Linked DNA regions of Sus scrofa: all the other regions are linked to region 2. Evidence: chromatin contacts called from public promoter capture Hi-C and targeted proximity ligation data. All regions are on one chromosome and are shown on one strand. The core of a region is the stretch at or near the end of the contact, and the rest is flanking DNA. Distances in the headings are between cores, read along the strand shown.

Region 1 (3,965 bases), core at 58-2,557, 340 kb after region 2:
CCATCTTCAGAAGAGAAAACAGACTCACAAAGGTTCAGGATCCTGCCCAAGGTCACACACACATACATATTAAGAGGTGACTGGGTCCCATAAACTTTTTATCCAGAGATAAAACTTTAATTACAAAAAAGTAAACAGCCCAAATACACACGGACCTCTTAAGCAACTTTTTAAACAGGGGCTTTAAGATTTGAATCTCAGTATCTGGGAGGACTCCAGGTTTAATCCTGTTAACTTCCAACCTAGTAACCGTGGCATTTATACATCAAAAGCTCTCAAGCTAGGGCGAGAAGTTAATGCTTCAGTCCAATTAGAGGGGGAAAAGGCCGAAACATTAAAAAAAAAAAAAAAAAAAAAAAACTTTAATAACTGCCAAACAAAACTCCCTCCCCAAACACGACCATGAAGATGGCAAATAATTCCACCATTTTGCATTCCAATGTGCTTCCTTCGAATTATTTTAAAAAACGACTAAAGGCAATTTTAAAATACTTTAAACGCTACAAGTCAGCCTCTTAGTCTCTGGTTTCAAACCAAGTTTCCAATCGCAGTAACACGGAAGCCATTTCGTGTTAAAAGATTTGCCTAGGCTGCACTCGGAGACCTCATCCTCTTCTCTCAGCAAGAACATCCGAGTTTCACGGATGAACACTGAGGCCTGGAGAGATCGAATGACCTGCCTAAATCGGCAGGGCTCGAAACCGAGAAACCAGGGAGGCCTGGGCTGGGTCTGCGGCGGCCAGGCCGCGCCACGACGACCGTACAGGAGCAGGGGCTGGGGCGTCGCCGAGCCGCCGCCCCCCCTGCCAGGTCACCCCGGGGCCCAGGGTCGGGCCCACGCTTTAAACCGCTATTATGTCCCGGGTTGCCTCGCCTCCCAGAGTTGGGAGCGTGGCTCCCAGGCCTGCGATCAGCTCAAAAGTCTTCCGCTCGACCGCAGGCGGCGGTCTCCTCAGGAGACAACCCCCTCCCCACCCCCCGCGCACACAAGGCCTTTCCTCTCCTCCAACTCCCGCTTACCCTCCACGGTCACGATCCCGGTCCCGGTCCCCAAAGCCGCCTCCGCGCATGGTCCCAAATGGATAGAGATCTGGGAGCGGGGCACGGATGGCCGGGCTCGGGAGGGCCTGCGGCTCCGGTCTGGTGACGACCGATGGCGGCGGCGCCTCCGCTGTTGGGGCGGCGGCAGGCGCGGCGCTCTCTCGCTCCGACGCGCTGTCTCCCGTCGCAGACGCCACCGTCGCCGCCTCTCTCGTCGGAGACGGGAGCAAAACACAGAGAATCGGGGTTATGAAAGCAGCGGGTAGGTTTGGCTACGCTCAAACCCGGCAGTGCCGCGGTTTAGGCGTCTCCCTCCTTCCCAGCGACTGCACAAAATGGCGGCCGGCGCTGAGACTGCTCCAGCTTAACGCTACGTACGTCGGAGACGATACGTAAACAGCGCCTCGGAAGAGCCAGAGGGCTTCGCGGAGTACTGTGGGTATTCTTGGAAGATTTTACGTCAGTTGCGGAGATGGATGCGTTTTGCGGTCGGTAGCAGAAAAACAAAGTACGGAAAGGGAGTAGAGTTCTCGCGCCACCTGAGCCAGAACTAGAGGTAGGGAGTGGAGGGGGAGAGCCTCCGGTGCGACGTAACATTCTTTGCGTCGTTAGCCGGCCCACTATTGCGAAGATGCGCAGTGTGCGTAACGCATTCTGTTTGGAGAATAGAGGATTTTGCCGGGTTCCGACACGGGACGGAACCCGGGCCTGCTTGTGCAAGTTGCTCTGCAGAGACAATAACTGTCCTCCATATTGCAGGCTTCAAGTTTCAGGGTCTCCAGGTGCCAAAAGCCCAGAAGTGTGGTCAGGGCCCCTGGCTAGCGCTCCTAGACGGCCCTTCCCGCCCTCTGGCCCCGCTGCCCTGGGCCTGGCGAGACTGGCCGCGCGGCCGGGCGCCATTTCTTTTCCGTTGCCTCGCTGCGCTGTTGCCGGCGGCCATGATGGATGCGGCTTGTCCGTTCTTTGGGGGATTAGTCAGGCGGCGAGGTCCCTGTTAAGTTGGATCTCTCTCTGCTACGCTTCGTTCACACCGGAGTGCATTTTCTGAACAGAATATTTGCACTGCCCTCGGTTGAGCACAATTGGCTAACAAAGAGCCAAAATGTGGGTGGAGCCTCTCTTAAGGTAGACGCTGAAGCGTCTCGGCCGCCATTACATGGCACCGCCTCGTGCCAGGCCCTTAGCGCTCTCCGGAGACAAAAGGCTTAAAAGCGGTGGTCTTCAGACGCTGAAAAGGTGAAGGCGTAAGCACATGTTTTTAACTAGGTTAGGCTGCCCTCATTTCTCAGTTCCTTCTAAACTGACTTTTTTCTCCCTCCCTCCCTGCTTCCTTCTTCCTTCAACTGCACTTTTAAAGTCTTAAAAGCTTGGCCAGGCAACGTCTCAGAATTGTCCAGTTGCTAGGACCCCTGGTGAGCAGCTCTTGAGTCTCTTCTATTTCTATAAATGGATAAAAGGGAAGAAGTTTGAGGTCTCTCACTGTGGGGGCCCAGTGGTGTCTCCTACTCTGGCCCTGCTGTTTCCTAAATTACTAGAAAAGTAGCATAGGGAAAGGAGCGTCATGACAGGCTGAGCAGATGTCTGTCAGCCCATAGACAGGATGGACAATCCCCGATTCTTTGGACAAGGGTTGAAGGCCTAATGATCCAAGCATTGTGCTAAGCACTTTGGCACAGCTGTGAACAAGCAATAAGTACCTACATCTGTGGAGATTACGCTAGTGGGGAGATAATAAATGTGGGTGGTTTTTTTTTTTTTTTAAGTTTCTTTTTTTTATTTTCCCACTGTACAGCAAGGGGGTCAAGTTATCCTTACATGTATACATTACATTTTTTTTCCCCATCCTTTGTTCTGTTGCAACATTAGTATCTAGACAAAGTTCTCAATGCTATTCATCAGGATCTCCTGGTAAATCTAAGTTGTGTCTAATAAGCGCAAGCTCCCGATCCCTCCCACTCCCTCCCCCTCCCATCAGGCAACCACAAGTCTCTTCTCCAAGTCCATGATTTTCTTTTCTGAGGAGATGTTCATTTGTGCTGGATATTAGATTCCAGTTATAAGTGATATCATATGGTATTTGTCTTTGTCTTTCTGGCTCATTTCACTCAGTGTGAGAGTCTCTAGTTCCATCCATGTTGCTGCAAATGGCATTATGTCATCATTCTTTTTTATGGCTGAGTAGTATTCCATTGTGTATATGTATACCACATCTTCCGAATCCAATCATCTGTCGATGGACATTTGGATTGTTTCCATGTCCTGGCTATTGTGAATAGTGCTGCAATGAACATGCGGGTGCACGTGTCTCTTTTGAGTAGAGTTTTGTCCGGATATATGCCCAAGAGTGGGATGGCAGGGTCATATGGAAGTTCTATGTATAGATTTCTAAGGTATCTCCAAACTGTTCTCCATAGTGGCTGTACCAGTTTACATTCCCACCAACAGTGCGGGAGGGTTCCCTTATGTGGGGGTTTTTTTTGCTTTTGTTGTCTTTTTTGCATTTCTTGGGCCGCTCCTGTGGCATATGGAGGTTCCCAGGCTAGGGGTCGAATGGGAGCCATAGCCGCCGGCCTATGCCAGAGCCACAGCAACGCAGGATCTGAGCCGTGTCTGCAACCTACATCACAGCTCACGGCAACGCCAGATCCTTAACCCACAGAGCAAGGCAGGGGATCAAACCCTCAACCTCATGGTTCCTAGTCCGGATACGTTAACCACTGAGCCACAACGGAAACTCCATAAATGTGTTTTTTAAATTGTTATTTCAACAAATGTTTATGTCAGGCAGTTACTAATTGAAATAAAAATTAAAAACAGTAAAGGGATAGTGTGTGCCTGAGGGGGAGGGGAGTGTATTTGTGACAGTATTTTACAGAGAATGTCCTGGGAAGGCCTTCCTGACCAAAGGACATTTGAGCAGAGCC
Region 2 (3,835 bases), core at 1,304-3,803:
GTCCTGATCAAACCCCCACAGGGCTTTGGTGGAGCTTGTCAAGCTGATTCTTTTTTTTTTCTTTCAATTTTTATTTTAAAAAGCTGATTCTGAAAGCCGTCAGAAAGGGCAAAGAACTAAGAATAGCTGAGATCCTCCTGAAGACTAAGGTAGGGGCTTCTGTCAACCAGCAAGCTTTATTCCAAAGTCTAGCCATTTGGCCAGCATGGTATTTATTGGTGCAAGATGAACAGCTAGGCTGATGGATAGAACAGAGAGCCTGACACAGACCTGACGCGTAGGATATTGTGGACAGGGGGCGGGTGGGTGCAGGTCAGAGGGGACAGGAGGGAGAAGACAGAGTCACAGCTGTGTCACATGCCATCCCCACAGCTTCCCATGGGGCTGGCTTAGCTCTGAGCATCCCCAGATGCACCTCACACTTGGAGCTCAAAGATCCAGTGAGGCCCCAGGTCTCCAGGCTCCAGTCCCAGGCTCTTTTCCAAAGTGGGGTCCTGCCGGGCCTCTGCACCCCGTGGCCGAACCATGGGTTCCTGTGCCTGGCCTGCTGATTCCCAGGCTCTGGGGGGTGTCCCAGGGTCAGCGTGGGTGTTAACGTCCCACCAATTTTCCATCAAGACTCAAGGTCTGAGAATCCGTGACCTGGAGAAGAGAAAAAGAGAATGACAGCGAGAAAGAGAAGGGGAGAGAAAGAGCGAGTGAGCAGAAGTCAGTCCCCCGCAGCCAGCAGCCAGTGTGGCCGTGCTGCCAGGGGTGGGAACAATCAGGCACTGTCCGCCTGCCTCCACCCCCCCCAGGCTCCCACCGGCTTTCATCACTGACCTAACCCGGGGGGCAGAGCACTAGGCGGGGGAGTGGGGGAAGGTCAGGGGTCAGCCCATTACATGCCAAGCAGAGCCAGGAATAGAGCTGCTTTGCGGGTGGCTGGGGGAGTCTGAGAAAGGCCACATCCCACCTCTGGCCAGAGGCGGCTGCCTAGAGGAGGCAGTTGAGACAAGAGGAGAGTGCTGCCCATGTAACGGGGGCTGTGGCTCCATCAAAGCTAGGAAGGGGCTTCTGGAAGGATGCAAATGCCTTGGAGCCATGCTAACACTCCCCCTCTCTCCTCCGCCACACTGCTGCCCTAGTGGGAGAGGCTTCCCTGTGCCCAAGGGGATCTGGCTCCCACCAGACCAGGGCTCCCTTCTGCTTCCCCAGCCTGGCAGCCCCTGCTCCCCATTTCCCCACCTCGCTTAGGACTCGGGGGAGGGGGAGGCAACGCCCCCCACCTCTCTGGCTCCCTCACTCTCTTCTAGTCTCCTGAGCTTTCCAGCGCCAGGATGGTCGACTCTGGCCTCCTGCTTCTGAAATCAGAGGCCTCCACTGACTCTGACCACTGCCTGGTCTCTGGGCTTCTGCTCTCAGAGTCAGTTATTCATTCCCTCATCAGGTTATGTGTTGAAGGTACCATGTGCCAGGCGATGTGCTAGGTATTGGTGATAGAGATTCCACCTGAACAGGCCAGGTTTCTGCTCTCAGGGAACTTGCAGTTTACAGAGACAAGCAAACAAATGTGTAACCGAAACTGTGCCGCGTGTCAGGCTGGAGATGAGCAAATGTCCTGAAATCGACCATCCAAGCACTGTGCTTTAGCTGGCAATCACGGAGGGCTTCCTGGAGAAGGTAACAGGGCAGAAGAGATGTGGATGACGTAAGGGAGTGGGCATACCTGGGGGAAGAATGTTCCAGACAGAGGGAACTACAAGAGCGAAGGCCCTGAGATGGAAAACTTCCAGCCCATTCCAGGAACAGCAAGCCGCCAGAGGCCCTGGAACAGGATGTGAACAGGAGGAAGGGTGGGCCCTGGGCTGGAGGAGCAGCCAGTCCCAGATCTCTGGGTCAGAGAGGAGTTATTCTGCATGTGACAGGAGATGTCGGGTGGCTTTGGGCAGAGAGTGTCACGGTCTGACTTAAATTAAATCCCAGCACTCAGGGGAGTTCCCATTGTGGCGCAGTGGTAACAAGACCAATTGGTATCCATGAGGATTCGGGTTCGATTGCTGGCTCTGCTCAGCTCACGGTGTTGCCGTGGGCTGTGGAACTTCCATATGTAGCTGGTACGATCCTAAAAAGCAAATAAAATTGTAAAAATAAAACCAACACTCAGGCTCTTTTAATACCGATTTTTTCCATGGAGTCTAAGGCTCAGAGAGGTCAAGGTACGTTTCCAGAGTCACACAACTGCCATGAAACCAATGCTCTGTCCAGCTCACCCCCCCAGCTCCCACCTGCCATATCCCTTCCCACTGGGCTCCCCCCGCCTTTTTTTTAGTGCCACACCCTCGGCCTATGGAAGTTTCCAGGCTAGGGGTTGAATCAGAGCTGCAGCTGCCAGCCTATGCCTCAGCCACAGGCACGCGGGATCCAAGCCTTGTCTGTGACCTACACCACAGCTCACTGCAAGTCCAGATCCTTAACCCACTGAGCAAGGCCAGGGATCGAACTCGAGGCCTCATAGATACTAGTCGGGTTCATTACCACTGAGCCATGACAGGAAATCCTGGGCTCCCCTTCTGCTGTGGGGCCTTGCTCAGCGCTCCGAGATGGGAGATATTACCTGGGTGGATGGCTGCCCTTCCCTCTCGTGTGAGCTCTGGCAGGGCAGGACCTTGCTTTTCTTGTTCCCTGACCAGAGAGGCCCAATACCTGTTAGCTGCTAGTATTACTGCTCCTATCTGTTCGCTTTTAGAACCTATGCTTTTAGTCTCCATGCTGCTGACGAATCGAACTGAATTCCACCCACCCACCCCTGGTTCCCTGACTTTCATAGGGGCCTGTGATGCTAGTGGTGAGTCAGTGAGGAGTCAGGCCTTATGCCGGGGCCATGACAGCACTGAGGGATGGGCAGGTCAGGCTCAGCTCTCCATGTACGTAAGCAGCCTCACCCATCACCCACAGACCACAAAGACTTGTGGTTGCTCTAGCCAGCCATGACCTGGGGAGGGGCAGTGACTGATGGGAAGAGAAAGATTGGGGGAGCTCTGGTGCCCCAGTAGGTTTTTCTCCCAATGGCCACTGGATGGCAGCACTTCCCCAGAAATATGGCGTTGTAGGGGGCAAGCTTCTCCTGATGGAATCAGGCTCAGAACCTGAGGGTTGGAATCTTGAAGGAGACCTAGGCCCAGAAAGGGGTTGGGACTTGGCCTGGGCTCACACAGCCTTCAGTGGCCAGGCTGAGCCAGAGGTCATCTGCCTGCCTGGATGGACTCTGGAGCAGTAGGAGATGGGGGTGGGGGATGCAATTCTCCCTGTGGACTGGTTAGGACTTGGTGGTGGCCTTTCACCGCCCTCACTGTCTGTCTCCTGCCACACTGTGATTCTCTGTGGAGAGGGGACTATGCCTTGTATGCACCATCGCCTACACCAGCTATATCCCCTGCCTGGGTCACCATGCCCCTCTTCTAGGCCGGAGACCCACCAGCACCTCCTTCAGGACCCAGCTGAGATGTTGCTTCCTCCAGGAAGCCTTCCCTGGCCTTTGGTCTGGGCAGAAGCCCCTCCTCGGGGCTCACAAAACATGCTGGTTTCCTCCTGGATGGTGAGGCCCCCGGGGCAGGGATGGTTGGTGTAGCCGAACAGGCCCACCCTGAGGATGCTCAGATACTGTACCTTCCGAGCCTGCGACGCAGTGGTCCTCAAACTGCAGGAGGCCCTGAAGTCACCCACAGAGCTTCGGGGAAATGCAGCCTCCAAGATCTCCCCTTCCCGGACTCTGACCGATAGGTCTGAGACAGAGCCAGGAGCCTGCGTGTGAGGTACTTCCCAGGCGAGTCGGATGCAGGGGCCGAAGCAGCCT
Region 3 (4,363 bases), core at 1,041-3,540, 470 kb after region 2:
GTGGAAAAATGAACTGAGGTGCCCTTTCTCCACAGCCTCCTTTCCTCTCCTCTGGTTCATGCCTTCTGCCCTGCCCTCTTCTCCCCAGCCATGCATCCCATACGCCTGGCCCACCAAACTCCTCCCTGGTCCCTGCCAGGCTATGGTCTTTGTGCCTCTATGCCTTTGCACATGCTGTTCCCACCATTCAGTGATCAGCCCAGGTGATACATCTTTTGCAAAACCTTCTTAATAGTCCAGGCCAGTAGTATCACCCCTTCTCTGCGGAAGAATAAGAAATGTTCTGCCCTCATGGAACACATATCCTGGCAGCTAAGATTTGAAAGTCTCTTGTTTAAAGTTAACATGTTTAGACCTAAACATGTTAACTAAGTTAAAACAATGCTGACCTTAGAGTCAGTCAGACTTTTATTCAGTTTACCCTTCAGTCATTAAGTGACTATTTACTGGCTGCCCACCACAGCCAGCAGTGTGTGCCTACCGGAGAAAGGATGGCAAGCTAAACCAGACTTGATACCTGCCCTAACAGAGCTTACATCTACTAGGGGTGACATGTGATAATCAACTATATACATAATCATGAAGTATAACTGACCACTGCCTCAAAGGGAGGGACACAGTGCTGTGAGATGACCTAACAGTGGATACTGACCTAGTCAAGGGGATAAGGACTTGAAGGATGAGCAGGAGTTAATTAGATAAATGGGAAGGGGAAATACCATCCAAACAGAGCAGCATAAGAGTAGAAAGATAGGAGTTCCCGTCGTGGCACAGTGGTTAACGAATCCGACTAGGAACCATGAGGTTGCGGGTTCGGTCCCTGCCCTTGCTCAGTGGGTTAACGATCCGGCGTTGCCGTGAGCTGTGGTGTAGGTTGCAGACGCGGCTCGGATCCCGCGTTGCTGTGGCGTAGGCCGGTGGCTACAGGTCCGATTGGACCCCTCGCCTGGGAACCTCCATATGCCGCGGGAGCGGCCCAAGAAATAGCAACAACAACAACAACAACAAAAAAGACAAAAGACAAAAAGAGTAGAAAGATAGAAAAAGGCTAGAAGTGTGCATCACAGACGCACATGTGACAATTGAGTCCTTGGAATATGGTTAGTGTGACCGAAGAACTAAAATCTTAACTTTAATTAATTAATATTTAAAAGGTAAAGCAGAATAAAATTTTAAATATTGATTGTATGTTGGAATGATCATATTTGGGTCATATGAGTTAAATATTATTTGTATTAATATCACATGATTTTTTAATTTTTAAAAAATAAGGCTGGGGGATTTCCCATCATGGCACAGCTGAAAGGAACCTGACTAGGATCCATGAAGGACGCAGGTTCATCCCTAGCCTTGCTTAGTGAGTTAAGGATCCGGCGTTGTTGCCGGGAGCTGTGGTGTAGGTCACAGACGTGGCGGGGATCTGGGGTTGCTGTGGCTGTGGTGCAGACCAGCAGCTACAGCTCTGATTCCACTCCTAGGCTGGAAACCTCCATATGCTTTGGGTGTGGCCCTAAAAAAGCAAAAAAAAAAAAAAAGTATACATACACACACACGCACATATATATACGGCTACTAGGAAATTCTAAGTTACATATGTGGTCCACATTAAGTTTCCTTTGGACTGTTGTAGGTTAGACCATGCCGTTTGGTTCTAGGATAGGGACTTCTTCCCTTCTCAGTGAAGTGTACTTGTACTTGGAGCCAGAGACCCATGGGTCCTGTCCCTCATTGGTGCACTCACTAGGCACCCAGTAAATATCCCCTGAATGACCCTGATTTTCTTCATTTATCAAATGGAACCAAAAATACATTCGGTTAGGATTTTAGGAGATTTGGAGTTGATTCTTGAGTGCCTTCCTCACTGTGTGACCGTGAAGCGGCCCCTGGCTTCAGTTTCCCCTTCCCGTCGAATCGAATGAGAATCCGGGCTTCGGGTGGAGGGCAGGGAGGGTCACTGTCTGTCTGTTCGACTTACCTGACGACATCGGCGGAATCCGACGAACTCAGGGCCGATTCCGCCACGGGTCCCTCAGGGGACACCTGCAAAGTTCTGGCTGAGACACCCGACACCAGTTGCCCCCACATCCATCAGATAGGGGTGCCCTTGGTTTTGTGGTCAGGGACGAGGAAGAGGAGGAGTGGCGTCGGGGAAAGGCCCATTTTGCTGCTGTGAGTCCTGACGTTCTCCTGGCAACGCGGGCCGCAAGCATCTCTTCCACCTCTCCCACAACAATGGACGTGTCACTAGCCTCGGCGGAGTCCGCGGGACGCCGTTACCACGGCGACAGCCCCGCCGGGTGGGGAGACCAGACCAAGGGGTTGGTGGGGCGGGTGATTGTGGTTCCTCGGCCTAGGATATGGCATGGAGCACGTAAGTGACTCCAAAAGGCACTGAGTTTGTGGAGTGTATTAAATGTACCGATGGCAGTCCTCGAGAGTTTCTGGTGCTTCGCGTGGGCTCGCATTGGGGGCCGCGCTGCGCGGGGCACCCCCACTCCCCTCGGTGGTAGAGCCCGGCAGAGCTGCGCGTGCGCGGTGGGCCAGAAACGACTGGAAGCGGCTGTTGAGGCGGGCGAGCAGGCCCTCGCTGGCTGCGCAGAGGGGGTTCTGGGGTTAGCTTGGAAGCCCGCTCTCGGGGCGCGTCACGTGCGTCTCTAAGCCTGGTATCGCCTGAGGACCCAAAGAGCGTGGGACACCCGGGCGTTCCCCACGGGACTCAGGGCCTCCCCACAGCTGGAGCGGCAGGAGGGCGTGGAGCAGGAGGCGGTGACTGGGGCCACCGCAGGCCCGTCACCACCCATTTCGAAATGTGTTTCCTCGGTTGTAAATTGGGGTGATAATTCCTACGGTAAGTCAGCGGTGAAGGTGATTAAGGAGAGCGTGCGAATGAACATTTGTTCAGTGCCGTTAGTTAACAGACCTGGGTGGCCTTGACCTGCCTGGTCTCTACGGCCTGACTCAACTCTGGGGGACCTGTATCTCTTTGGGAATCCGAGGAAAAGCAGAGACTTGCTTCCTCACCTTCTTGTTAGATTAAAATAAGATAATAGAATTTCCCATTGTGGCTCTGTGGGTTAAGAACCTGACTGGTATCCATGAGGACGCAGGTTCCATCCCTGGCCTTGATCAGTATGTTAAGGATCCAGCGCTGCCATGAGCTGCCCTGTAGGTCACAGACTGGGCTTGGATCTGGCATTCCTGTGGCTGTGGCATAGGCCGGCAACTACAGCTCTGATTTGATCCTTAGCCTGCGCACTTACATATGCCGCAGGTGCGGCCCTAATAAATAAATAAATAAGATATTTTATGACCCATTGCGAACTGTAAAGCATTGTGCAGTGATTATCATCAGCATGGAAGTGTAGACCTTGTTTGAAGCCCATCCACTACCTTCCCACGATGTGACTGGGGGCAAGTTACTTCTCTAAGTCTCAGTTTTCTAACCTGTAGGCGGGAACATACTACTTGATCTACTTCTGCCGGGATTGTGTGAGCATCAAATGCCATAGTTTTTAAATAAACACTAAAGGAATAACCTGTAAGCGGGTACTCTTGTTACCCTGGATTGTGAATCAAGAAGCCTGGGGCCCATCCATGCACAACAAGTGCTGGATGCCGCTGGGTCCCCAAGAGAAGCAGAGCGATGATAGGAACCCAGGTGCTCTCCTTTCACTTCCTTTGTGCTGAATCCTCTCTCTGCAGGGAGTTTCACTGGAGAGAAGGCTGCCTTGGGCCGTGGGGGCAGCTGGGGCCTCTTGGTCCACACTAATGTTTCAGGATCCCAGGGTCTCAGCCAGAGTTGTTTGTGGCTTAATGGATCTGACTTAAAAACTAGTCCAGATTCTTCCTTTTCCTCATCTTTGATATATTGATGACAGTGCTTGGCCTAAGTGTTATGAGAATTAGTGAGATCATGCATGGAGTGCCCTTGTTAAAACCTGGAGAAATAAATAACCGTGGCCAAGGTTCAGCAGACAGCTGAGGGGTCTAGAACTAGTCTGCAGTGTTCATGTGATAGCTCAGGCTTAGTGCTCTTAGCACAACTGTGGGCTTTGCAAGAACAGCTTGGCTTATTTTTCCTCCTTCAGATGTCTCCAGATGCTTGGAGGGGCAGGAGCTGCTTTTTTTTTTCCCCCTTGCTTTTTTAGGGCTACACTCATGGCATATGGAAGTTCCCAGGCTAGGGGTCGAATCAGAGTTGCAGCTACTGGCCTACACCACAGCCAGAGCAACAGCAACACGGGTTCCGAGCTGTGTCCAGCTCATACCACACTGGATCCTTAACCCACTAATTGAGGCCAGGGATTGAACCTGCATCCTCTTGGATCCTAGTCGGATTTGTTAACCACTGGGACACGATAGG
Region 4 (4,223 bases), core at 758-3,257, 510 kb after region 2:
TAGAGTCAGCTTCAAAACACAGCTTTGCTACTTAGAAGCTATTTGGACAAATTACCTGACCTTTCTTTCTGTTTATCAGTAAAATAGAGACAGTAAATTGACTATTAGAAGGACTACACAAAACTGTATGAAAAGCAGCAAGGACAGCATGTGGCCTCATAGGGAAGCTGAGCATTGTGTATACTTTCTTACGGACCCCTCAATATTCCAACTCTGGTGACAGGTGTATGTATATTGTCCTCCTTCTAGACTCTAAACTCTATTAAGTTTAGAGGCATGACTTGAGAAGCATTAATAGCATAGTGATCAAAAGCACAGCAACAACACACCTGAATTCAAGCTTGGCTCCATCTCTTGTTATGTTACCTTGGGCAAATGACTGAACTACTCTGAGCTCCGTCTTTGTGCGTTAAATGGAAACAACACATTCCAACAGACTGTAGAGAGGATCCCTTGCAATAACAACTGAGGCTCTCAGCACTGGGCCTAGCCCATGGTAAGTGCTCAATATATATGGTAATGAGTCTCTTTCCCATTCCTGTGACCCTTATACCTGCTAACAACAGCTACCTAATAATGCCTGTTGGTTTGAAGGTTTATGCAGCAGAGACATTACCCCACAAACAGAAATTCGGAAACAGCAAAAATAAATAAATAAATAAAATAAAAAGGTATAAAGATGCCAGAAAGAAAGGGTCCCCTACCTCTGGAAAATCTCTTGCAGCGTTTCCCGGGTGAAGGCATTGCTGTCCTGGAAGACGTTATTGAGGGCATGCAGAGCACAAAGCTCCCTGCGCTGTTTCTCATGGTAGATTTGTGGGGGTGCTGCCTGGGGCAGCTCCAATGATTCAGATTTGGCCTTGTCTCCTTTCCATGGCACGCAACTCATGTTTTTTGTTTTAAGTTCCAGAGAGGGCTAAAAACACCCTACCCTTCCCTCCTGAGGAGGAATATAAGCTTCTCAGTCTTTTCAGAATTCCTGAGGTCCACCTTAGTTTCTGGTGTCCATGATTTATGCCTTGTCACGGAGAGAAAAGGTTGGAATCAAAAGGAAAAATAATTTCCCTCTCTCTCTTCTCAATAGAAAGGTAAGGTTTAGTGTATTTCGCCACCGCTGTCAAAGTGCAGAAGTTTTAGAAATTCATATAAAACCTAAGTCCTTGTTTCCCCTCTTCTACCTTCCTCTTCCACCCCCTCCAAAAACCCTACAATTTTCTTGCTGTATTTTCCTTTCTGCAAATGCCAACCAGGCCTCAAGGCAGGAGGACCGAACGGAATCGGTCACATCGCTCCTTTTCTTCCATTTCTTTCGAACCACAACGCCACTGACTCAGGAGACAAGGCCTAGGTGGTGGATAAAACGCAGATTTCGAGCAGCTAGCGAGGGCCGGCCAGAGTGGGATCGCGGGCCGTGCTGGGGTCTCGGGGGAGGTTCTCCATCCCCTCGGGCGCGGTGGGGCCCCAAGGGGCCGAGGCGGGCGCAGCTCCCCCGGCAAGTGCGGATTCTCGCCCTCTCGGCGCAGCCCTACGAGGAGACAACTCCTGTCAGCTCCGGCAGTCCGGCCGGCCGCCGCGGGGGACCGGGTGGCGCGGGTAAGCGGCGCGGCGAGTCTGGTCCCAGCCCTAGGGAAGGTCCTGCGCAGCGACTGGCAGGCCCGCGAGGGGTGGGGCCAGACAATACGCCTCGCCCTGGGGGCCCGGGCCCACCCAGCTCGCCGCCCCCACCCCAACCTCCCCGCCCATCACGTGAGTGCAAGCCGAGGCGCCTTCCCACCGGTCCCCTAGCCCCGGCCCTAGCCCGGTCCCCCGCGCCACCCGGACAGCTTGAGAACGCACTGCCGGTTGCCCCCCTCACCGCTGCAGGCCGCCACCTGGAGCTGCGGGCCACCACCTGGGCCGCGTGCGGGCGGGCGCGCGCACCTGAGCCCGACGTCAGCGGCCCCCGCCCGGCGCGTGCTCCGGAAACGCCCTCCTTCGCCGTCCCTGCTCCCGCCCCGCCGCAGCGTCACGTCTGACGTCAGCCTGACGTCAGCGGCGCGGGCTTTGGAGCTGTGGCCGCCAGGTGTTTGGTGGGAGCGGGCAGCGTTGGCCACCCTAGGGGTGCGAGATTGGGAGCCCAGCAGCGGTTGTGGCAGCGGCAGGGGCAGCGACGTCGGCTCGCTGCAGGTAGGGCTGATGCCCGGTTCCTTGGCTCTGTTCCTTCCGGGACTGGGCAGGCCGTGCGGCCGGCGGGAGTCCCGCCCCGATGTCTGTCCCGCCCCTCGCCTCCTTTTCCCTCCCCTTCTCTCCCTCGGGCGTCGGCTCCGTTCCGGGGCGGTGACCGGGCCAGCGGCTGCACGTCAAGGTTCTCCTCACCCCTCCCCTCTCCCTGACTAGGCTTCTTGGGCCCAGTGCTTTCGTGAACCTGGGCTAGCTGCTCCTGCACTGACCGTTTTATGCTTGTCTAGCACGTCGTTCCCCCAGGTGATTTCAAAGTACCTTGTTGACGCGGTCGGGCGCAAATTCTCTTGGTTTAGTGGGCCCGACCGCCTTCACTTTCCAGGAGCTCTCTGGGTAAGTGCCTCTTCGGGAGTCACGTTTCTAGTGGACTAGAGAGTCGTTTCAGCTCCTTGGTGTCATATTTCGGCGTCTTACTCACTGACCACTGTCCTCTCACCTTCTGCTCTGGTCTCACCGTGGCGGCCATAGAGCTTTCCTCTTTTCTCAGGGCCTAAGTGCATTGTGTGTGTCAGGAAGATGAACTCAGTCCTGCATGGATTTTTTTTTTTTTTTTTTTTAACCCAAAGACATGTGGAAGGCATCGGCGAATATTCATCATCCACTGTAGTTGCTCTCCTTTTGGATTTTTGTTCAGGAAGTTGGAAAAACAATAAAAGAAAAGGTCACACTTAACAATTCAGTCATTTCTTTAACCCTACTTCAACACGACTCAACACTGTTAAAAGACAATTGAAAATCTAGTTGGCTAGATTTCAAAATTCAACTGAAAATCTAGTTGGCTTTATTAAACAATTTATAAATCAGGCAGCATCCTATCTAGTAAATAGAAAGGCAATCCGAGAAGCAGTACGAAATAGGAGATTTTTAATAGACAGAAGAAAGTGGATTGTATCGCGGTAGGTCATATTCCCTTTTAGAAAGGCAAGGGGTCTTATCAGGCCGATTACCCCAATAGTGTTGTTCAGGAAATTAGAGACTGATTGTTTAAGTTTCTACTCCTGGTAGAGGCTGAAAATGCAATTAGGTTTAAGTGTTAAATCTTGGTGGGGCTTAATTTTGGGCCTCTTTTTAACACCATTACTCAGCACGAAATTATCACTTAACACCCTTGGCTTGAGTGCCTACCACGAGGTTGGGAGTCCTGAGCCCTGGTCCAAACAACTTTCGAATTACCTTAAATTTTTACAATGTGTAAGCCACCTAAGGTTTACAGTTATATTTGCTTGAGATTTGTAATTGAGGCTTGCAAACATTGCTTTAAGTAGTTTAACTTGCCTGAGGTCACACAACTAGTAGGATTTGAACCTTGGTTTTTACCTGTCTTCAGAAAGAGGATGTAAAGATGGTAAGGAATTCCCTCTCTAAAATGTGACTTCGGATCTCTGTTCAATTCAAAAGCACCTTCACTGAGAATATTTTTTTTCTGGGCAAAGCCCTCAAGTGAGAAAGGCATTTTTTTTTTTAGTCTATCATCACGTGTAAACATATCCCGAACTTGAATTCTTTCTGGAAGAGCCAGTAGGTAAGATGCTAAATATCAACATTATTCTAGATTATAATGCCATGATATTTGGCTCTTCTGCCACATTGAGATTTTAATATTTTTATCTCTTTCATGGAGACATATGTAGAATAGTGGTGAGCAATTTCGCCAGAAAATTGAACTATTATCAAGACCTTTGGAGTTGGATGACTTCTGTCCCAGATTCCCAGCTGTGTTTGTACAGATAAGATTTGATTGTAGTTGCACACAGGAACAAGAAGAGGTTGCCTCTTAACCCTCAATTGGATGCTTGAAAACTGAAGGTCTTGCTTGCTGTCTGGGACAAGTAGCCATGGCCAGCGTTATTAGAGTTTGACTAGTACCTAATTTCATCAAGCTTTTCGGTCTTTTGAAACAGGAATTCCAAGACGCTAAAACTTGTTTTGATAGTGGTTTGAATTGGGGTTTTCCACAGCTGACGGCACTGGAAGAATCATCCATAGGAAATTACCTTAACAGA
Region 5 (3,866 bases), core at 76-2,575, 270 kb after region 2:
ACCAGACCTAAGATCCGAGAGTTGAGGTTCCCCAAACCCCTGAGGTTCCAACAAGATGTGGTTTCCCAAACCCCTGCCTCCACCAGGAAAGTTCTCAGCTCCACGCTGACAGGCAGGCAAGTGTGCTAAGTGAGATTTGCCCAAAGATGCACAGGTGAACAGTGGGCCCACAGTCTAGAATCCCATCAGTGTATTCATTCCCTTCCTGCCTTTTTTTTTTTTTCTTTTCTTTTTAGGGGCACACATGCAGCATATGGAGGTTCCCAGGCTACGGGGTGAATTGGACCTGCAGCTGCTGGCCACGGCCACAGCCACAACCACAGCAATACCAGATCTGAGCCACGTCTGTGACCTACACCACAGCTGGCAGCAAACCAGATCTTTAACCCACTGAGCGAGGCCAGGGATGGCTCCTAGTCCTGGTGGTTTGTGCTGTGCCACCACGGGAACTCCTCCCATCTTGTCTTGAGCCCCTGCCCAGAGGCCGGCTGTGAGGGTACAGGGTGGGGCTCTGGAGACAGACCCCCCCCACCCTTCCCCAGCTCAAATTCCAGCTTCCTCACTCAGTAGTGATCTTGGGCAAATTATTTCATGTCTCTGTGCCTGTTTCTTATCTGTAAGACAAGGGAAAGGCTGAAGTTCCCTACTGTCTCCAGAAACCCAGAATCTTCTGCCTCTTTCATAAGACCAGGCTTTGCTCATGCCATCCATCCCTCTGCTTAGATAGCCTTCCAGAGTGACCACAGACTGGGTGGACTCTGGGCCCAGGAAGTCCGGCTTCTAATCCCGTCTGGAGACGAAGGAGAAGGGCATTTCCAGCAGGAGAACCACAGGTGCAAAGGCACTGAGATAGGAAGCTGTATAGAACTAGGGGGAAGGTTCTGTGGGGCTAAGTTGCACAGTTGCACCCCTGATCTAGTCCTGTCCCCATCCTTCTGCCCCCGTGAGAACCTCTGCTCTCTCTGGGATTGTGCTGTGGAAACAGGGGCTGGCTCGCAGGCCCAGGGGAACTCATCTGAATAATCCAGGGGAGAATCTGGGGATCCCGATTAGCCTGAAGGGCCCGGGCCCTCTGGGAGAAGTGGCGTCCGGGGGGGAGGGAGGCCTTCAGTTGGAATTGGAATTGGAATTGAGCCAGGAGGAGCGGGCAGCCCAGCCTTGGTGGCCCTCAGGCCAGGGGGCAGTTCCCAGGAGGCAGGAGAGCCTGAGGTCCCAGCTTGGCAGTGCCTGGCAGAATGGGGGCAGGGGTTGGTGCAGGCCCTCCGCAGCCAAACACCCTCGCACTGCGTTCTGGGCCTCTCCATGGAGGAGCTGGAAGCTAAAATAGGACTCTATTTTGGGGGCCTGAGCCAAGCTGGAGTCATTTCCCTGCCAGACCGGAGAGGTTGCCTCAGTCTCTTCAAGGCCAGGCTCACCGCCCGTGCAGGAGCAGCGGGGTGAGGGCCTTGACAGTGGGGTGCAAGGCGGGGCCCGGGCTGAGACGAGGGAGACGGCGGCTGCTGTGGGCCCGAGGCTGCATTCGTGAGCTCCCTCTGGCCTCCCAGCTGCCCTGTGGGGCGGAAGTGGGGCTTTCCCCATTTCACAGAAGAGACTGAGGAGTTCCCATCGTGGCTCGGCGGTAACCAACCCGACTAGTATCCATGAGGATGCAGGTTCCATCCCTGGCCTCGCTCAGTGGGTTAAGGATCCGGCGTTGCCCTGAGCTGTGGTGTAGGTCACAGACACGGCTCAGATCTGGTGTTGCTGTGGCTGTGGCGAAGGCCGGCGGCTGCAGCTCTGATTCGACCCCTAGCCTGGGACCCTCCATAGGCCTTAAGTAGGGCTTTTGAACAACAAAATAAAAAATAAAAATAAAGAAGAAGAGATTGAGGTTCAGAGAGGTGGAGTTGCTTGTGCAGGGGCGCTCAGCAGCAGGTGGCAGAGCCAGGATTCAGCCTGGGCCCGGATTTTGCCCGAGCCTGTGTGCTAACCACAGCAGTGCACCTGAGCTCAATAAGCAGAAGGCAAAACCTTTTTCTGAGCACCTACTGTGTGCCAGGGCCTCTCCCACACATTAGCTCAGTGAGCCTGTTGTACCCCGCAGGAACCCATCATGCCCCCCTATTTCACAGACAGACTTGAGAAGAAGGATCAGGGACAAGCTGGCTTCAGTTGGGCATCCGAGTTACTACACGGTCAGGGGCAGAACCCTTCCCCTTCCTGGCCTCAGTGTCTTCATCTGTAATTCCAGGAGATGGGCTCAGGGCTGTGACATGTCTCCAAAGGAGGCTGATGGAACTGGGCCTGGGGAGGTGGCCAGGACAAGGGAGGGAATTTTTCTTTTTCTTCCTTTTTCTTTTCTTTTCTTTCTTTCTTTTTTTTTTTTTTTTTGGCTTTTTAAGGCCGCACCCACGGCATATGGCAGTTCTCAGGCTAGGGGTCAAATCATAGCTTCAGCTGCCGGCCTACACCACAGCCACAGCCACACAGGATCCAAACCGAGTCTGCAATCTACACCACAGTTCATGCAGGATCCCTGACCCACTGGGTGAGGCCGGGGGTTGAACCTGAGTCCTCATGGATACTAATTGGATTCGTTTCCACTGCCACCACAGTGGGAACTACCACAGAAGGGTTTTTTTCAAGCCTACCTTCCCCTGCCTGCTGCCTCCTGTAAACCCATTTTCCGGATCTTCAAGTAGGACCCATTTATCTCTGAGGGAAGAGAAGGAACACATGCTTCCTGAGCCCAGAGTGTGCCTGATGCTTTGTGGCTGGATCCACATGCACTAGGTCCCTAGTGCCCACGTGGTGGCCCCTGTGGAAGTGGGACAGTGGCCATTGGGTCATTCTTACAGGTGGAGCCTGGAGAGGGGAAGCAAGCCACACAGGACAGCCCAGAGAGGAAGGGTCCGCGCCAAGGCCCTGTCCCCTCTGCCGCCCACTTCCTGATGCGACCAAGCACCAGGGTCTTCCTTAGCCAAAGGCTGACCCCATGCCCCTGGATTCTGGTCTGCCAGGGGGCAGCAAGGCATTTGGCGGCCTCGTCCTCACCCACGCCTTCCCCGCAGAGACCAGGCCAGAAATAGGCCTGTCTGTCTCTCCACGGGTTGCCACCTGGGCCGCTCGCCGTGCTCAATTGCCCATGTCCTCCCTCCCCTCCCCTGTCACAGGGAAGACGGAGCCAGGCCACCCTCCCCTGTCCCCATCCGTCATTGGTCCTACTGCTCCTCCTGCTGAGGCTCCTCTGGCAGCATCTCGGGCTCTGCCTGTTGCGTTGCTGAGCCCAGAAAGCTACCCGCTCTGTTCCTGCCACCACATCCAGCTTCTCTCAAAGCCCGGCGGAGGCTGGGCCACCCTGGTCCGCACGCGTCCTGCTCCAGCCCCGCTGGCTGCCACTTGCCGCTTGCCCAGGCCTCTCCCATCCCTCGCACCTCTACTCCAAGACCTCCCGGGTCTTCCCTGCAGGGAAAGGCCTCTCCTTCTGCTGAACTCACCTCCCAGCCCGCCCCCCCCCCCCCCGTCTTGGCCCCACCTCCGCCTGCTGCCCCCACCTCGCTCCCCCATCAGCCAACCTCCGCTAGGGCTTGGGGCTAAAATGCCATCAAATGTAAGGCCAGAAAGCTCGGGGCAGAGCCCTGAGGGGCTGCAGGACCCTGGGCAGGACACGTGACCTCTCTGGGCCTCCTCCTCTGTAAAATGGTGATAACAGAATAACAGATAATTTCTCATTGATGGAATGAGAAATCAGAGGCCAAGGGGATTTGTAACCTGTAAAGGGCAGGCGTTTCATCGTTGGGGATGTTGAGCTGTCCTCAGATTGTAAAGCACTGGCGTGTGCCTGCTGGGGGCTGAAGGGCAAACTCACAGCTGGAACAGAGTTGCTG
Region 6 (3,889 bases), core at 857-3,356, 300 kb after region 2:
TGCCCAGTGGGGAAAACCCCAGGAAGAGCCCATCCCCCAGGAGAGAACCAAGTAGAATGTTCTAGGTTCAGCCCTCCAGACTCCGATTTGGCTATAGGTCAGCTCAACAGCCAACCGCCTTTGCTCCTGCCACACCGCACGGCAGCCCTGAGCCCAGTGCCCCCTTCCACATGTTGTCCCCTCATCCCAGGCCACGCCAGGACCACAGTTTGGCTCTCAGGCCCCCAAAGTCCTGCCAACAGCTCTCAAAAGTCCCAAAGCCATGGAGGTCACAAGACTGGATGTGGGGGAGAAACAGAATAGACATTCTACACACACACACACACACACACGCACACGCACACGCACACACACACAGGTCTGGCTCCTCTCTGGACCTTGCATGTGTGGCCCTTAGGCCTCCCTCCCTCAGCTCTCTGTTCCCTCAACCTGCTTCTTGGCATCCTCCTGCTCCGGAGGCCCCCGCCTGCTAACTATGCCAGGCAGCCCTCCACCTGTCTCTCGCCCACCCCCACCACCCCCCTGCACCCTCTCCCCATCTTAGAGCCTGGGCTCTGGAAACACAAGTGCCATGTAGATGCTGGTCAGGGGACACTGGGCACGGTTGCAGGGAAGTTTCCCTACTCCATCCAGACCTCTCTTTCCTGGTGCTCTCCGTCTAGGGAGGGAAGGCACTCTGGCCTCCCTCTGTGGCCTGTCGCCACCGCTGGGAAGCCTGAACTGCTTCATCCATCCCTGTCCACCCTCTCTAGGGTCTCAGGGCCCAAAGCAGGTGCTCAAAACGAGAGAAGAGGGATTTTGTTCTGTCAGGGCCATTTTGCAAACAGGCTGCAGTTGGGGAGGTGGATAGGAGACCCCCCCCCCCCTTTGCCACAAGTCATCTGCTTTGAAACTCCTCCAACCCAGTGTGACAACTGGGGGTGGGTGGAGGCAGGGAAAGGTCACGGCCGGGGCAAGAGGTCCAGGCCCTTTGCACTCACCTCTACCCCCCCTCCTGGCAGAAACCCAGACCTTGACGCTCCTGAGACGACGACGGACAGAGGACAGAGCTCCTCGGCTCCGGGGAAGTCGCCTGATCGCGCTGAACGCGCGCCCGGCGGCCGAAGCCCGGGTCAGGGGATAAGGTGCCGAGCGGGCGGGGCCCGAGCCGCCAGGCCCCGGGACACACACACATACACACGCACGCGGCGGGACAGACGGACGGACAGCGCCAGCGGCGAGCGCCGGCCGGGCTTACCGCGGGGCGCAGGGTCCGACGAGTCTCCGGGAGGCGGCGAGAGGCCGCTACATCCCACGGCGCAGTCGGGCGGGCAGCGTCCCGGGCCGGGAGCGGGGAGTCCCGGCGCCCCTTCCCCGCGAACTCGGCGGCCGGCCCCGCCCCCCTCCCCCGCTGCCTGTGGGTCTGTCCGTCGGTCCCCCGGTGTCCCGGCCTCCGGGCCGTCCCGCGCCGCTCCCCGCCGGCCGCCCAACTTTCAGCGCTGCCCCGCGCCGCGCCCTCGGCGCCGCCTCAGCTTCAGCATCGTCGGGCCCCGGGCCGGGGCTCAGAGCGCGGGGGTCCGGGGACCCATGGCGCTGGAGCCCCCCGCCCCCGCCGCCTTCTCTCCGCCGCCCCCACGGTTCTCTCGCTGTCCCTCGGCGCTGTCCCCCGCCCTGCGCTCCGCTCCCTGGCCCGCTGCGCTCGCCTCCGGCCCCGAGACCCCCGAAGCCGGCCGGCCCGGGCTCTGCCGCCCCCGCCCCCGCCGGCCCCCTCGGCTCTCGGTCTCTCGCAGTCTCTCCTGCCCGCCTGGGTCTCTCCGACTCTCCCCGCGGGCCCCTGTCTTCGTCTCCGTCGCCCTCCCGGTCTGTCCGCTGCCTTCCTCTGCCTCTGCCCTCTCTCCCCTGAGCGTCTCTGTCTCGCTCCGGGTCCCTGCCTCTGCCTCTCTCTCTCTCTGCCTCCCACTCTCGGTGCGGCCCCCGCGGTCTCGGACCCAGGCCCCCGCCTCTGCCGCGTCCCCGGCTCGCCCGGGAGCCCGAGCTCCCGCCGCCCGCGGCGCGCCGAGAACTCCCAACTCGCGGCACGCCGCCCCGCTTTGCGAGACTTTCGCCCCTCCTCACACGTGACCCGCGCCCCGCTGCGGAGGCCGCGCCCCCCCACCCCAGCCCCGGAGCCCCGGGCGGCCCGGGGGACCCGGCCCCGGCCCGTCCCCTCAGCCTAGCCCGGCATCACACCCCCTCCCACCCGCGGGCAGCGCCGGGCCGGGCAGGGGCTGGGGGCCGCGGGGGCCGCTCCTGTCCCAGATCCTGCCCGGGTTTTCCTCCTCCCTCCAGGAGCACTCCGCCCAGAACCCGCTCCGAGAATCCGCTCCCAGGTTTTCTCGCCCCCCAGGGGCAGGTGGAGAGGGTTCCTCCGCGCCGGGAAGGGAGTGGGTGGGATAGGGTCGGTACCCGGTTCCTCGGCTGCGGGCCACTCCCCTCGGCGGTTCCCTTCCCCTCCTGCAGGACTGGCCATTAAGGACCCTACGCACCCCGCCCCCGGGAGCCGGAGGTGTAACCCTCCTGGAGGGACCCTCACCATCCGCTGGGCAGCACCGCCCCGTTTGACAGACTGGGAAACTGGGTATCAGAAAGGGTCATAAGTTTGCCCAAGGTCACCCAGAGGTGGCAGAGCCGGGCCAAACCACAGTTTTTCCTTCTCTGCGTCCCCATCACCCCAAAATGTCTTTATAGGGAGGATCTCGCCCGTTTCCTTCTCATCTTGGGGGCGCACCGGTCTGGACCCCACACCAGTCTGGACTGTGGGGAGAAAGCCCCAGCTCCTCACAGCCCCTGGCGAGCCAGCCACTCCCGTGGCCATTCCTGCCACCTCACTCTGAGGATGCAGGAGGTTAGAGGATGTAGGGTGCGAGGATGAACGAATACCTGCAGTTAGATAGCCAGAAGGACTTCCCTGGGAGCCTGGCCATCTCTGACTGGCCCCAGTTAAGTGAGGGAGATTGGGGCACTCCAAGCCGGACCGAGAATTTACTGAACATAAAATCTCCAGCTCATCCTTCAAGCTGACCCTCTGAAGTTGCCGCAGGCACAGGAACCACCACACTTGAACCATCATGACTGTTCCCAATCCCCACAGTCCCTCCCCTCCTAAAAGGATTGCGTCCCAACTCCTCAGTGTGATGTACAGTCAGGTCCCACCTTATCTCACACCCCATATACCCACACATACACCACGATGCCTACAGATTCCCGAACACACCAGATGCTTCCACACCTCTCTGCCTTTGCACATGCTATTCTTCCTGCCTTAAATGCCCTTCCTGCTTCTCTGCTCTAAGAATTCCTGCTGTTTCCCAAGTCCAGCCTCCACGCCACCTCCCCTAGGAAGGCCTCCTGCTGCCCTTAGCAGAAGTCATCCATCACCTCCTCATTCATTCATCCAGCACCGGCCACAAGTTTAGTTCTTTTTTTTTTTTTTTTTTTTTTTTTTTGTCTTTTTGCTATTTCTTTGGGCCGCTCCCACGGCATATGGGGGTTCCCAGGCTAGGGGTCTAATCGGAGCTGTAGCCACAGCAACAGCCAGAGCCACAGCAACGCAGGATCCGAGCTGCATCTGCAACCTACACCACAGCTCACGGCAACGCCGGATCAATAACCCACTGAGCAAGGGCAGGGACCGAACCCGCAACCTCATGGTTCCTAGTCGGATTCGTTAACCACTGCGCCACGACGGGAACTCCACAAGTTTAGTTCTTGTTAGGTGGGCTTGGGAGTCAGGCCAACCTCAGCTACAGCACTTAGGAGCTGCATGACCTTGAGCAGATATTTTATTGAACCTGTTTATAATATTAAGACCCTGGAGTTCCCTTGTGGTGCAACGCGTTAAAGATCCAGCGTTGTCGCTGCAGCAGCTCAG
Region 7 (3,791 bases), core at 1,199-3,698, 390 kb after region 2:
GATAGGTTCATTTGTGCCATATTTTAGATTCCACATATAAGTGATATCATATGGTATTTGTCTTACTCTAAATACTAATTTTAAAAAACCTAGCTCCTGAGTAATCTTTGGTGTACCTGAAACCCAATATCAAGGACAGCAGAGAACTTATTATGATAGTAATAATTTCTCTAAGCCCAATGGTTCTTAAACCATGATGTGGTAGAGCAACTGGAAAATATCAAGCTGTCATTGGAATCAAGTTATTTTGATCCAATTTGATTTTGATGAATTTGCCTTGAAGTAGGATTTCCCAAAGACTCTTCTTTAGCTGTTATCTGAAAAAAAGGTTCTGTGATTTTAAAAACTTGAGGCAATGGTAGGTTAAAGAGGTGTTTTATTTCACTGCAGAAATTCAGACCCTTTAATAGGCAAGTGTGCCTATTAAATGTGTGAATCTCCAAGAGGAATATATTGTATATTGCACTTCCCCAACTCATTTTACTCACTATTTGTTTATTCATTCAATTAGTCATTCAACGAATATTTATTGAGCACCTAGTTTGTGCTAGAGATTGCTCTCTGTACTTGGAGTAAAATAGTGAACAAAAGAGATAAAAATCCATCACTTTCTGGAGCTTGCATTCCAATGAAAGAACAGATAAACACAAGTTAGTAAAATATGCAGTATGTCAGATATTATTAAATGGTATGGATAAAAATTAGATCCAGAAAAGGTATAAGACGTGCAGAGGATGAAGATGGGGAGTTTTCAAATAAACCTGCAAATAAAGTGATTAGAGAAGGCCTTAGTGAGAAGTGGACATTTTAGCAAAGACTTGAAAATGTGACAGCAGGCCATGTACATAGTGAAGAAAGTGTTCCAGGCAGAGGGAATGCTTAGTGCAAAGGCCCTGAAGGCAGAAATGTGTATCTGACATATTCTAGGAATAGCAAAGAAATTAGTGTGGTTGGTATGTAGTAAACCAGAAGAGGACTAAAAGATGAGCTTAGATTTGAGATTAGAAAGGACTTTGGCTTTTGCTCTGAGTAAGATGGGGCATCATCAGGGTGTTTTGGGCAAAGAAGTATGATCTACCCTATGTTTAAAAAGAATTACTCTGGCTCCTATATGAATTATAAACTCTAAAGGAGGGAGGTTAGTTAGAAGTTATTATTAATAATCCAGAAGAGATGTTAACTGGTGGTTTAGGCCAGTGAAGTAAAAGTGGAAAAGGTGGTGAGAAATAACTGAATTCACATTTTTTTCTCTTTCTCTGTACACATATAGACACAAATAGAAAACAACGCACCATACACACACACACACACACATATATAAAATAAACTTTCTATTATGGAAAATATCAAATATAAACAAAAGTAGACAAAATAGTATAATAATGATTTTATCATGTACCTATCACTCAGCTTCAACAATTATCAACTATAAACTCAGGGTCAACCTCTTTTCATATAAAACGTCCAATCACTTCCCTCTTTTCATATTACTTTAAGCAGATACCAGGCAACATATTATTTCACCCTAAATACTTCAGTAGGTTTCTCTATAAGACAAAGACTCTCATTTTTAATATAACTGCATTATCATTATCACATCTAAAAAATCAGTAATTCCTTAATATCAACTTCGTAGTAAGCATTCAATTTCATAAGTCTTTTTTTTTTTTTTTTTTTTTTGGCTATAGCATGCGGAAGTTCCCAGGCCACGGACCAGGTCCATGCCACAGCTGTGACCCAAAGCACAGCAGTGACAATGCTGAATCTTTAACACATTGGGGCCACTAGGCAACTCCAAATATGTCTTATTTTTTGATAGCGTGTTTGAATCAGGATCCAAAATAAGATCGATATACTGGGATTAAGTGATATGTCTTTTAAATTTCTTTTCATCTGTTTCTTCTCCCTGATTCCGTTTCTTTCTTTTTTCATCCCTTAAAATTTATTTGTTGAAGAAACTTAGTGGCTTGTTTTGAGTAAATATATTTGAAAGTAAAGCAGACAGGATTTGTCATTGAATTAGAATTGCAGTGTGAGAGGGGAAAAAAAGGTGCCAAGGACGACATTACGGTTTCATGTATGAGAATCAAGGAAAGAATTCCAAGCTGAGGGAGAGTTTAGGAGGAGCAGATTTGGGGCAAAGATCAGAAGTTTGGTTTTGGACCTGTGAGGTCTGAGCTGCCTAGCAGATACTTAACTTGAGGCATATTTGACGATGACATCTTTTTTTCTTGGAGTTTTTTTGTGAGGTCAAGGTTTTGAAGAAAATACTTTGAGGAAATATTGCTTTTGTTCAAATTGTTCTTGCCACTGCTCTAACTTATGAAATAGTAATTCTGCCCACAAAGATAGAGGGAAAAAAACATTCTAGTCAACTTGCATTGGGAAGATGATGACTATGTCTCAGAAATCAGAAGACAGTAAGTAAAAAGGGAAGTTAAAACTGCTGATGCTGGGAGTTCCCTTGTGGTTCAATAGGTTAAGGATCCAACATTGTTACTGCAGTGGCTCAGGTCACTGTGGCGTGGGTTTAATCCCTGGCCCAGAAACTTTCACATGCCATGGGCATGGCCAAAACCAAAAACAAATGACAACAACAAAAAACCCCTGTTGATGCTGAAGAGCAAAAACAAGACTGGTTATTTCTTCTAAAATATTCAGTCTAGCAACTGATTTTTTTTTTCCCCTTTGGCCAAGCCTGCAGCATGCTGGATTTCCTGGACTAGAGATTGATCCTGCCACAGCAGCAGCAACCTGAGCCACAGCAGTGGCAAGGCCACCAAGAAACTCCTTAACAACTAATTTTTAAGTAAAACCAAAAGTAAGATGGAATTTCCTTCATCAATGGAGAAGAAAAAGGAAATGAAAAGTTAAACTGATTTTTAAGTGGTTTATAGATTAATATAGGCTGATTCAGAAACTTCTTATATTTTGGGTCTGAATTTCCTATAGGAAATTTAATCCTATTTTTGCAAGCAGTCTGAAATTTATTTGCTTCAGTTGCCTTTTGAGGAAAGAAATAAAAACTACTGCAAAAGAAGAAGCTATTTCTACTACTTACAGTCAAAATAACAACCTGGATAAAGGAAAAGAAATATAGTATTCCAAAGATTGTGCTTAGTGGATATAAAAAAATGCGAGATACACACTCAAATTCTTGGCTCCCAGTGGTGATGTGAAAAACCATCTTCCTCTTCTCACTATACTCAAATGCAGTCAAGAATCCTGGTTCCTACAGAGAGACAAAAGGAAAGGTTCAAAAAGGGTATAAGATGATGGTTTTCATTTCAAATGCTGCCAAAAACTATATACTCGATTATCAGGATAATCATTTGATATATAAGCTTCAGTTCATTTGTCTTTGATGGTGGCACAAGATCATAATTAAGAATATTGGCTCTTGGAGTTCCCGTTGTGGCACAGTGGTTAACAAATCCGACTGGGAACCATGAGGTTGCAGGTTCAGTCCCTGGCCTTGCTCAGTGGGTTAAGGATCTGGCGTTGCCGTGAGCTGTGGTGTAGGTCACAGATGCAGCTCAGATCCTGAGTTGCTGTGGTTCTGGTGTAGGCTGGTGGCTACAGCTCTGATTAGACCCCTAGCCTGGGAACCTCCATATGCCGCAGATGCGGCCCTAGAAAAGGCAAAAAGACAAAAAATAAAATAAAATAAAATAATAAAGAACATTGGCTCTTGAGTCATCCTACCAAGTTCAAGATATGTCTTTAATATGTATTTCTGTGATGTGTGGTAAACTACTTAGTTTTGCTGTACTTCAGCTTCCTCTTTCTGA

Evidence for each region. Promoter capture Hi-C pulls out the DNA fragments that hold promoters and counts their contacts.
Region 1: a promoter capture Hi-C map of fetal skeletal muscle shows a contact between it and region 2, with 8 times the contacts expected there. A contact is called at or near these places in 2 of 5 promoter capture datasets (fetal skeletal muscle and liver) and 2 of 2 datasets of targeted methods (alveolar macrophages and skeletal muscle).
Region 3: a promoter capture Hi-C map of liver shows a contact between it and region 2, with 4 times the contacts expected there. A contact is called at or near these places in 1 of 5 promoter capture datasets (liver) and 1 of 2 datasets of targeted methods (alveolar macrophages).
Region 4: a contact with region 2 is called in a targeted proximity ligation map of alveolar macrophages. A contact is called at or near these places in 2 of 5 promoter capture datasets (fetal skeletal muscle and liver), 2 of 47 Hi-C or Micro-C datasets (heart right ventricle and skeletal muscle) and 2 of 2 datasets of targeted methods (alveolar macrophages and skeletal muscle).
Region 5: a contact with region 2 is called in a targeted proximity ligation map of skeletal muscle. A contact is called at or near these places in 6 of 47 Hi-C or Micro-C datasets (embryonic fibroblasts, fibroblasts, psoas muscle and 1 more) and 2 of 2 datasets of targeted methods (alveolar macrophages and skeletal muscle).
Region 6: a contact with region 2 is called in a targeted proximity ligation map of skeletal muscle, with 10 times the contacts expected there. A contact is called at or near these places in 1 of 47 Hi-C or Micro-C datasets (embryonic fibroblasts) and 2 of 2 datasets of targeted methods (alveolar macrophages and skeletal muscle).
Region 7: a targeted proximity ligation map of alveolar macrophages shows a contact between it and region 2. A contact is called at or near these places in 12 of 47 Hi-C or Micro-C datasets (brain, embryonic fibroblasts, fetal skeletal muscle and 7 more) and 2 of 2 datasets of targeted methods (alveolar macrophages and skeletal muscle).

Annotation. Positions count from the first base shown.
Region 1 is chr5:9,483,134-9,487,098 of Sscrofa11.1, reverse strand. DDX17 (probable ATP-dependent RNA helicase DDX17) reads right to left here and starts at 1,307. Exons shown (of 13, transcript XM_021091487.1): 1 at 1,021-1,307. The coding sequence starts at 1,307. LOC110260646 (a long non-coding RNA gene) reads left to right here and starts at 1,447. Exons shown (of 3, transcript XR_002343895.1): 1 at 1,447-1,597.
Region 2 is chr5:9,828,395-9,832,229 of Sscrofa11.1, reverse strand. It overlaps PICK1 (PRKCA-binding protein), which reads left to right and starts at 2,553. Exons shown (of 13, transcript XM_003355340.4): 1 at 2,553-3,835.
Region 3 is chr5:9,356,332-9,360,694 of Sscrofa11.1, reverse strand. FAM227A (protein FAM227A) reads right to left here and starts at 2,290. Exons shown (of 22, transcript XM_021093103.1): 1 at 1,976-2,290. It also overlaps a transcript of CBY1 not described here.
Region 4 is chr5:9,319,976-9,324,198 of Sscrofa11.1, reverse strand. It overlaps GTPBP1 (GTP-binding protein 1), which reads left to right and starts at 2,007. Exons shown (of 12, transcript XM_021091480.1): 1 at 2,007-4,223. JOSD1 (josephin-1) reads right to left here and starts at 2,267. Exons shown (of 5, transcript XM_013988199.2): 1 at 1,856-2,267; 2 at 705-1,525. The coding sequence starts at 889.
Region 5 is chr5:9,557,235-9,561,100 of Sscrofa11.1, reverse strand. No RefSeq gene overlaps it. Among named protein-coding and RNA genes, the nearest start is that of KCNJ4, 33 kb to the right of the region's middle.
Region 6 is chr5:9,524,616-9,528,504 of Sscrofa11.1, reverse strand. KCNJ4 (inward rectifier potassium channel 4) reads right to left here and starts at 2,106. Exons shown (of 3, transcript XM_021091491.1): 1 at 1,238-2,106.
Region 7 is chr5:9,436,573-9,440,363 of Sscrofa11.1, reverse strand. It overlaps DMC1 (meiotic recombination protein DMC1/LIM15 homolog), which reads right to left. Exons shown (of 12, transcript XM_021091489.1): 5 at 3,150-3,232. Among named protein-coding and RNA genes, the nearest start is that of DMC1, 7.2 kb to the right of the region's middle.